Linked DNA regions of Mus musculus: region 1 is linked to region 2. Evidence: chromatin contacts called from public HiCAR-type data. All regions are on one chromosome and are shown on one strand. The core of a region is the stretch at or near the end of the contact, and the rest is flanking DNA. Distances in the headings are between cores, read along the strand shown.

Region 1 (5,040 bases), core at 108-2,607, 500 kb after region 2:
TGTGTATGTATGTTTGCACACACGCATATGTCGAGGTTATTAAGAGTGTGTTACAGGTCCCCTAAAGCTGATGTTACAGGTGGGTGTGAACCACCTGATGGATTCTTCACTGGTGTCATCTCCCAAGCCCCAAGACGGTACAGAGTTGTCATTCAAGCGTCTAGAAGTTGAGAGAACGTCTTGGCCCTTTTAAGGACACTAAAGGAGGTCTAATTAAGAAGCACAGTGTTTTCCCCAAGTTCTATCTTGCTGAGCCTCTGTAATTATCTCAGCTTTACATGTAGAAACTGGACAAAGCCTGAACGCAGCAGTAGGACTTGAAATCACACCCCACACTACAGAAGACATGCTACACTTCGGAGTGGTCTTCCTAACTATTCATTTCTCAAACTTTTCCTAACAGTACATACACACTCGCATTTTTCGTTTTCTAAAGAACTCTAAACAGTACAGGGGCTTAACGAAGCATGCCATACCTTGGACCTGGCCCCTTAAGTTCCTTTAGCTGTCTTTCTGAATACAAAATCTTGGTTAGGGCAATTGTTCGGTCCTATCCAATCTGCTCAGGCATGCTTCCGAGTACTTATGTTCCTAGGTCCACATTTATGGATTTCGGAGTTTTACACCCAGTTGTGAGAGAGAACACATGTAACCTCACAAGCTAAATAGTCAAGTTAGTAAGAAGCAAAGCCTTTCCGTTCAGAAGACACACTGGCTTCATCCACTTCGAGGGCCTGAAAGCAGGAAAGAGCACCCTGGTGGACCAAGAAGCCAGACCCTAGCCTAGGGGAGCATCCTGTCTGTGTCCAGCCAGCAGGGCTTGCGATCTGGACAAGGAAGGGGCTTCCCCTTTCCTCGGGCTACTCCTGCACCCCGGCATCCCCCACCCTCTGCCTCCGTGCACGCTCTTTCCCAGAGAAGGTGTCCTGGACCGAAGGCCTCTGCAAGCTCAGGCATTGGGCAGGTCTGCCCTGACACTCAGGCTCCCCAGCAGGAAGGAGCGCGTCCCTCAGCGCTGCCCGCAGCCCCAACACACTCGGCTGGAGGCCGCGTCCGGGGCGGATGGTGAGCGTGCTGGCCGGCGCCGAGCCCAGGCGCGGCCCGCGGGGACACCCGGGACACTCTGACGTGAAGGTCACCCCGGGGAGGCCGGGTCCCGAGATGCCCGCTCACCATTCGCGCGACGTTCGGAGCACACCGCGGGAGGGTGGTCGCTTCCCCAGACACTGCAGCACCGGCGGACGGAACCCGCAGGAGGCGACGCGAGCGCGCGAGGAGACGGAGTGCGCGGTACATGGTGCTGCTGTACGGGGGTGGAAAGCTGAGCCTGAGCCACGCCCCCTAATACGTCAGATTCCGGCCACGCTCGTAACCAATCAAACGCCTCTTCCTGAGCATGTAGGACGGGACTAACCATGACTGGCCAATAATAACTAATGGGGCGGGTTGCCTTCCCTGGGCCTGTAGTATGGCTGTTTGAAGTCCTCGGGTTCACGGGAAACTAGTGCGGAAGGAATCATGGGAAAAGACAAGAGGCGGGAGGTCAGATCTTCCGACAATACTTCAAATGTGGCTGCTAGGAGGCAGGAAACTGGCTGAAGATGCCTGTAGTACTAGGTCCGTGAGACAGCCTAGAAAGAACATGTTATCAAGTTAATATTTATCCTGCAACCACCCATGACGTGCAGCTGTATGAATCCGTGTCTCAAATACTTATCTTCCTAGAAAGTGCCTCAAATTTTAAACAAGGAAGTAGTAATCAATTATCCCACAATGCTCCTAGTTGTCATTTTGGAGTCAATTTTCCTGTCATTTTTTTAAAAGATTTATTTTATGTCTATGAGTACATTGTAGCAGACTTCAGACTCACCAGAAGAGGGCATCAGATCCCTCTTATTGTGATGGTTGTGAGCCACCCTGTGGTTGCTGAGAATTGAACTCAGGACACCTGGGAGAGCAGTCACTGCTCTTTACCACTGGGTCATCTCTCCAGCCTTTTCCTCTGTCTTTTAACATGTCCTCTGATAACATTTATAATGTGTCCACATTCCTTGGGATTTTTCATCTCTGATTTTCTTTGTGGTTACAGGCTAGGGAAAACATTGCTTAAATGATGCCAATGGAAAAAGAGTAACTGATAAAAAAAATTGTGTCTCTTCTTTTAATTTTCTAATGCAGAATCAGAAGACAGTTAAAGAGGAAGTTCTTCAGGAAATGAGAGGCTTCAATTTATAGCCTCAGCACTCTAGATGCCACGGTAGGGAGGAGTTGAATTCAAGAATAACCTTGGCTTCATAGTGAGCCTGACACAAATGCACTGTTGACCTGCAATCTTCACACTTGAGAAGTGCAGGTAGGAAGAATAGTAGTTCAAGGCCATCCTTGGCTACACAGGGAGTCTGAAGCCAGTGTGGGATACAGGCCACCCTGTCTCAAAATAACACAAATGAAATAAAATAAGTAAGAATAAGACTAATAGCTGAGCTAAATCAATTAAACCAGTACCGGTGGGTTTTCAGACCTCAGTATCTAGTTCTTCCCTCTCTCAACTAATGGCTGAGAAATTTTTAGAGTAGTTGGTGAAAGGTAGAACCAAATTTTCTTTAAAAGTTAGGTTAAGGGGAAAAAGACAAAGCAGTAAGATAAAGTACAATCATATAAAGCAGTGTATCTTCTGCCCGAAATGTTACACTTTTGCCATTAAAGAGCAGCCACAAGAGTGTGGTGAGTATGTGTGTATGTGAGTGTGTGTGGGTGTGTGTGAGTGTGTGTGTGAATATGTGTGTGTGTGTGAGTGTGCGTGTGAGTGTTTGTGTGCATGTGTGAGTGTGTGTGTGTGAGTGTGTGTGAGTGAGTGTGTGTGCGTGTGTGAGTGCGTGTGTGTGAGTGTGTGAGTGTTTGAGTGTATGTGAGTGTGTGTGTGCGTGTGTGAGTGCGTGTGTGAGTGTGTGTGTGAGTGTTTGAGTGTGTGTGTGAGTGTGTGTGTGAGTGTGTGTGAGTGTTTGAGTGTGAGTGTGTGTGAGTGTGTGTGTGTGTGTGTGTGTGTGTGTGTGTGTGTGAGTGTGTGTGTAGGGGGATCTCCTGGGTTCCAGCTGAATGAAAAAAACAACTGAAATGAAAGGAGGAGGACATGACTACTCCTAAAGTAAGGAGAGGATTTTTATGGTAGATACAAGGGAGAAAGCAGAGAGAGGAAAGAGGCCAAGCTGAACAAGGCAGGCAGAGGAAACCAGGCCATGGGAGGAAAGGGGGCAGGGGATGGGATGGGGGCAAGAAAGGAGCTACTGACAAAGACAAGACAGGTAATCAAGCCAATAAATAGGCTAAGAGAATGATGTAGCCAAAATGGCTGACTTACATAGGGAAAAGAGCTGTGCAGGTGGAAGCCCAGCTCTCAGAAGTTTAGAGGAGGGAAAGGGTTGAAAAGTGCTGGGAGGAGCCCCAGATATTGCTTTGATATGTTAATGACAGCTCAGCCATTTCTCTGAGTTTCTGAGACCTAAGGCCTGTCTTCTGCTTAGTTTATAAGTAATCATGAGTCCTTTGTTTCCATTCTCTACTCTCCTACCACAAAGCAACACAAACACTTACCATTTGCTTTGTCTGTACTCTTAACGAAATAGAAGATTCATTTCTAAACTTGAGTGCCACGTTCTCCCGCCCCTTCCCAGAGGCGCTTATTTTCTTCAAAAGTGTCCTTCCCCGTCCACCCTTGTTTGTTGCTTCAGTCACTAACAGGCAAACAATTGCTTTACAACTTCATTTCAGTCCTGGTGTGATGGTGCACCACCTTAGTCTGCACACCAGAGAGGCACAGGCACGTAGATTTCTGTGCATTAAAGACTAGTGCAGGTCTACATGGTCAGCTCCAGGAGAACCAGGGCTACAAAATGAGACCCTGTCTCAAAACAAACAAACAAAAAGTCATTTTAAAGCCTACTGCTATAATTTAATTCAGTGCTGGAAATGGTCTTAAATAAAAAGTAGCTATGATCTTTTTTATAGACTTAATAGTATTCTGTTTCATGAATTTAAAAAATGATTTACTCTTTTTGTTGTGATTTTGGTTTGGGGTTTTCTGCCACAGTACACAGATAGAGGACACTTTGTGGGAACTGGTTCTCTCCTTGCAGTACGGGGATGCAGAATATGAAGCTTTCAGGACTATTGACGAGAACACTTACCTGCTGAGGGTCTCCAGGATCCAAGGATGTCTATTGATATTGCTGTTTTTTATCTTAAATTCCTTTGAACATTGGTACCTCTACAAGTTTCAGTTATTACTCATCCAATTAGAGTTATCATTTTATTTTTCATTGGTTTCATTTCTGTTTCAAGCACATATCCAGTTCCTACCCCTAATTTAACTTTTTGAAATTTTGCATGATGGATTTTATATGTGTAGATTCATATCTTTCAACAATCTCCTAAGACACATAAAATATTCCAGAAAAATTTCTTTTTCTTTCTTCTTGTGATTTTTATTTCATTGAAATACCATGTAACCCAGGCTGGCTGTAAACTCACAGTCCTATTGCTTCAATGTTTCCAGGGCTGGGATTGCAGAAGTGGGTCATTTAAATGTATTAATTAATTCATTAAACACTAAAAGCAACCTTATTAGGTAGTACCCACTATAATCCCTTTTGCAAAGAGAACATTGATGTCTAAGAACTCCCAACTATTAATGTATATTTGCCTTCTAGTAAATCAATGAAAGTAATTTTATACTTGTAACAGCAATATAAAGTTGCATTTTGGCTAAATAAAATGTCTACCAATCAGGATCAAAAGGTGAATCGTATAAGGAATGTGGAATAGGAGTAGCCAAAATGTGAAAAACATTGGCTTAGCTCACCATTGTCAATAATGAACATGAATTTAAAGCCTTTTTTCTTACAGTTGACACTGTACATCTTTATTTTAGGATGCAACCTTCTATCTAAAATAAAATCGTGGTTTTGCTTTGCTTAGAGTTGTATTTCTTTAAACTAGGGACTGACCTGATAATAGGAACCTGCTTTGTTCTTGTTGATGCCT
Region 2 (4,464 bases), core at 1,826-4,325:
GGAACATCAATTACTATGACCCCTCTAGCTAAGGATGAAGATAAGAATTTTTACTTCATAAGGACTAGAAATGCAAATGGCCATATATGTACTTGGAAAATGTACAACACAGAAGCTGAATAATGCAAGTGAAAGATATGGTCAGGAGACAGCTCTGTTTCTTTTAAAATAATCTTTGAATGTTTATTTTGTGGACTAACTTTTTTCCTACTCTTGAATTAAAAAAAAACCCAACACATCAGATCGTTCCTATAGCCTTGTTTCTTAAGCTTGAGTAGTACAGGGAGTATAGAGTTAGTGACAATTCCCATCTCCAGTTACAAACTCCATGCAAGACGCAAGACTCCTAGATTGGGTTAAAGTTGAAGTCATCTTCATGACCTCAGCTTCTGCATAAAAGGAGTGTATGGGACCTTTCTCTAGAACATCTTCCTCCTTGATACCAGTAGCCTGTGACACAGCCTCTAATCCAGTAGTTCTCAGCCTTTGGGTGAGACCCCTTTGCAGGTCACACATCAAATATCTTGCATATTAGATATTTATATTACAATTGATAGCTTAGTAAAATTACACATAAAGTAGCATGAGATGATGTTATGGTTGGGGTTTAACACAACACGAGGAACTGTATTAGAAGATTATGGCATTTCGGAGCTGGCCAACTTCTTGTCTTTTCTTAGAAATATTTGTGCAGGCACTTGCTCACTATTTAACTCACTTATTTGCTTTCTTGCAGTTTAACTGACACAACTGGGCCAATTCAGCTACTCTCTGGACTTGATGGAGGTTTGAAGCACATATTTAATTCATGTTGTTTCTGTGGATTTTGGAAGGTGCTCCTCATCCTGTCACTGTTATAGTTATTGATAGGTCTTCATGCTTTGCAAAACCTGCCACAGAGATGTTCAACATCTTCAACATCTATATGCTCAGTGGAAGCATCATGATTTATTGAGCTTTTGAGGTTCCATTTATTTGCTTGCTTGTCTTCTTTGGTGATTCAGCTAGTGATGATTGGACTGACTTTTATTATTAGGGAATGTGACTTTTTCCTGTTAGATTTAACACCTGTTTGTATGCTAGAGATAAAAACGTACATTCATTACATATGCAAGAAGTCCATTTTCCCCTTAGGCTTCTGTGGAGAAGGTTAATTAACAATAAATGTGATATCTAGATATTAATTATAGATTATGTGTGTGAACATGCACATATACAGATAATATGCATCAGCACCACATGCATTGTAATTTGCTTTTCTGTATTAAACATGACTAAAATTTACTGTTGTTTTATATTATATAGGTACAGCTAATCCTCTATAACAACTGTAGCCTGTCCTATGAATGAAGATATATATATATATATATATATATATATATATATATATATATATATATATATTTGTTTGACTATATTTCATCATTTTTGGCTATATGTACAATGACCCAATAAAGGTTTTTCCTTCACACATATTTGGAGTCTGTGGAAAATAGCACAGTTTGAATTTTATAATATTGCCACATTTTCATACATAAAACTCTTCTCTCAAGAATGATAGAATTTTCCCTCCTTTGGGTTTTGCTAGTCTGGCTTGAGAGAGATGTGTTAAAGCCCAATGTTTTCATTATCTTTCTGTAACTGTTTTATTATATTTCAAACAATTTTAATATTATATATCTTTACTATAAAATATTTCAATGGATTGTTATTTTTCACTAGGCAAATGACTTTACATTTACTATCTTTCATTTGATCAATATTATAACTGCTAATTTAGTTTTCTTCTTGTATTATATTTGCCTAGCACACGTTGGTCCACCATTTCATACGTTTAGTTATTTAATTAGTTTTTGAGTCCAGGTCTCGCTATGTAACCCAGCCTGGCCTAAAACTCTCCAATTAGACCAGGCTAGCCTCAGACTCACAGACATCTGCCTGCCTCTGCCTCTGCCTCTGGAGAGCTAGAATTAAAGGTGTGTGCTACCACACCTAGCTTGCCATCATCTGTTTAAACTGACTTACTTTGTTTTACTTAAAAACCAACTAAAATACTTGTTCTTTTGGTAGACTAATGTAAATTTTTTTTATTCTTAATTGAATTTTATGTGACTGTGAATTTTGTCTGCATGTGTGTCTGTGCACCTCATGCATACCAGGTGCCAGAGGAGGGCATCAGGCTCCTTGGAACTAGAAGTAGAGTTAGAAATGGTTGTGAACCTCTATATGTGTATGGGGAATCAAGCCCAGGTCCTCTGAAAGAGAAGCCAGTGTTCTTGTCACTGAGCCATCTCTGAAGCCCCTTTCATCCATCCTTTTTCTTACATCCACTATTCTTTTCCTCACACACCCCTCCCTCCCTTCCTTTCCTCCTCTGTCTTCCTCTATTTTCTACTATTTGTTTCATGAGTAAGTTTTCTTTAACAACTACAACAGTATTTGATAAGTAATAAAACTTTTTATCATTCAAACTTACCTCCTCAAATGAAGGCTCAACTGTTTAATTCCTTAAACTATGACCTCAGAAATTAAGCAGTGACTAATACAATCTGCCACCAATGATGAAGAACTAGTTTATTTTCAGCCTTTAGTCTTCTAATATCTTAATGAATAAAATCTATTCTGTGCCACTAATTAGCATTTTTAAAGTAAACTGTAGCGCTCATGTTTTATTTAAAACATTTTGATTCAATCATTTTGGAACTTAGAGGGAAGGTAGAGAAAGCAGTTGTCTTGGGTTATTCAACAGAAAACTGTCTTTTCGCAGCTTTCTCTTATAAGTGTAAATTTGTTTAATATAACCAAGCTTAGATTCCCATATTGTTTCTGGTTTTCTTTAGTGTTTGCCCACTTGTCTGGGTGAGGTGACCACACAGGTGACAGGAAACTGGGGAACTGCACGCTGAGCTCCAGGCTTTCTGTCGGTCAACCCCTCAAGCATTCATCCATAGCTTTCCTCTCTTCCTTTCACTGGCTGTTAATCCTGCTGCTGAACAACTGGGGGTCTCTGACATGTGGAGAATTGAGGTCAGATTAGGGATGGAACCTTCTACTACAGTGCCACACTGAAATCCCAAGAAACCTTAAAAGGCAAACAGGCTTTCTCGGTTCTCTTTGAGCTTGCTTCTATTTCTAGCCCTCATGCATACACAGGGAATCTTTAATGAGGTTACTTGGACTTGATCCAGTGCTCTAAAGCTGCCAAGTTTCTTGAGAAAAGCAACCTTAGTTATATCCATAGGGTCATTTCCTAGCTCCAAGCTCCATTGATTCCATTCAAATGAGAGGGACTCTGCAGTGTGTGTGTGTCTTTTACTTCTTTCTGTGTTTCTGTCTGCTCACTGCCAGCTTCACCTTCACTCTTTTCGGTCTATGTATGAAAAGAAAGGAGCAGTTTTGAAGACCTTCCTGGAAAGTAAAGTATTTCAGTCTGTCATTGCTTCTTATGTCTGCTTTCAGATTCAAATACAGTCTGTGTTTAATGGACATACAGGTTAAACCTTAAAATTTTGAGAGCTTAAAAAAATATATACAGAAATTACTATTTTAATTGTAAAGAAGGATATAGCTCCTTTTTAAAAAAATAAGAATTTCCCTGGAGATTTTGTGGAGGTGCTCAATGGGTAAAATCACACATGCTCAAACATGCAGATCTGGCCCCAGCTACTCATAAAAGTGGCCTATGTCTATAGTGTGCTTGTAGCACCAGCACTGTGGGTGGAGATGGGATCCCAAAAGTTCACTGGCCAGCCAGCTTAGCTCAAACTGCACATTTCTGTTTCTGTGAGAAACCCTGTCTCAGGACAATAAGGCATAGTGGTATAGAGGAAGAAACCCAACACAGAGCTCTGGCATCCACATGCACACCCAAGGAACACAACCAGTCTCTATACACTCTGCATATACAGTACACACACACACACACACACACACACACACACACACACACGTACCTATGCACAAAAAAATCAGGTCTGTATGCCCTTGTGTCTAACACCAGTCTCAGAGACCTCATGAGACAGTCTCTAACCAAACAAAGCGAACAGAAGAACAACAGATTCTTTCCTTTGTTTGCACTGGTCTCTCTCTCCCCTCTCACACCTCTTTCTTCCTGTGACATGGTTTTTAATGTGACATTTAAAGATTCATGAACAAGTTGATGGGATGGCTCAGTGGGTAAAGGTGGTGACTGCCAACCCTGATAGTCTGAGTTCCACCCCTGGGATCCACATGGAGGGAGGAGAACCAGGTCTTACAAGTTGTCCTCCGACCCCCAGACATGGCAATGCAATTTTACTCCCACGTCAATTTTAAAACAAATATTAAATTTAGCTAGCATTCCTAGTACATTCAAATGTAATGGTTAATGCCCTTTCTTTTCCCTCAAATCCTAAACGACCTGTGGTGGTTTGAATGAAAATGACCCCCAATAGGACCATAGTGAGTGACCACACTGGGAGCTGT

What was found. HiCAR-type assays count read pairs that join an accessible place to other places.
Region 1: a contact with region 2 is called in a HiCAR-type map of astrocytes, with 4 times the contacts expected there. The contact joins the promoter of Fh1 here to the enhancer-like site in region 2. A contact is called at or near these places in 9 of 39 promoter capture datasets (the 3T3-L1 cell line, 3T3-L1-derived adipocytes, the HPC-7 cell line and 5 more), 1 of 484 Hi-C or Micro-C datasets (olfactory sensory neurons), 1 of 115 datasets of contacts at active chromatin or transcription factors (astrocytes) and 1 of 9 other capture datasets (pancreatic islet).

Annotation. Positions count from the first base shown.
Region 1 is chr1:175,624,278-175,629,317 of GRCm38.p6, forward strand. It overlaps Fh1 (fumarate hydratase 1), which reads right to left and starts at 1,358. Exons shown (of 10, transcript NM_010209.2): 1 at 1,174-1,358. The coding sequence starts at 1,296.
Region 2 is chr1:175,125,621-175,130,084 of GRCm38.p6, forward strand. All of the region lies in intron 6 of Rgs7 (regulator of G protein signaling 7), which reads right to left. Among named protein-coding and RNA genes, the nearest start is that of Grem2, 210 kb to the left of the region's middle. Within about 2 kb of position 3,076, at least 37 of the 459 cell types and tissues checked have an H3K27ac peak or open chromatin away from gene starts, as enhancers often do. A contact at or near this core is called in astrocytes and neural stem cells, where this site is marked.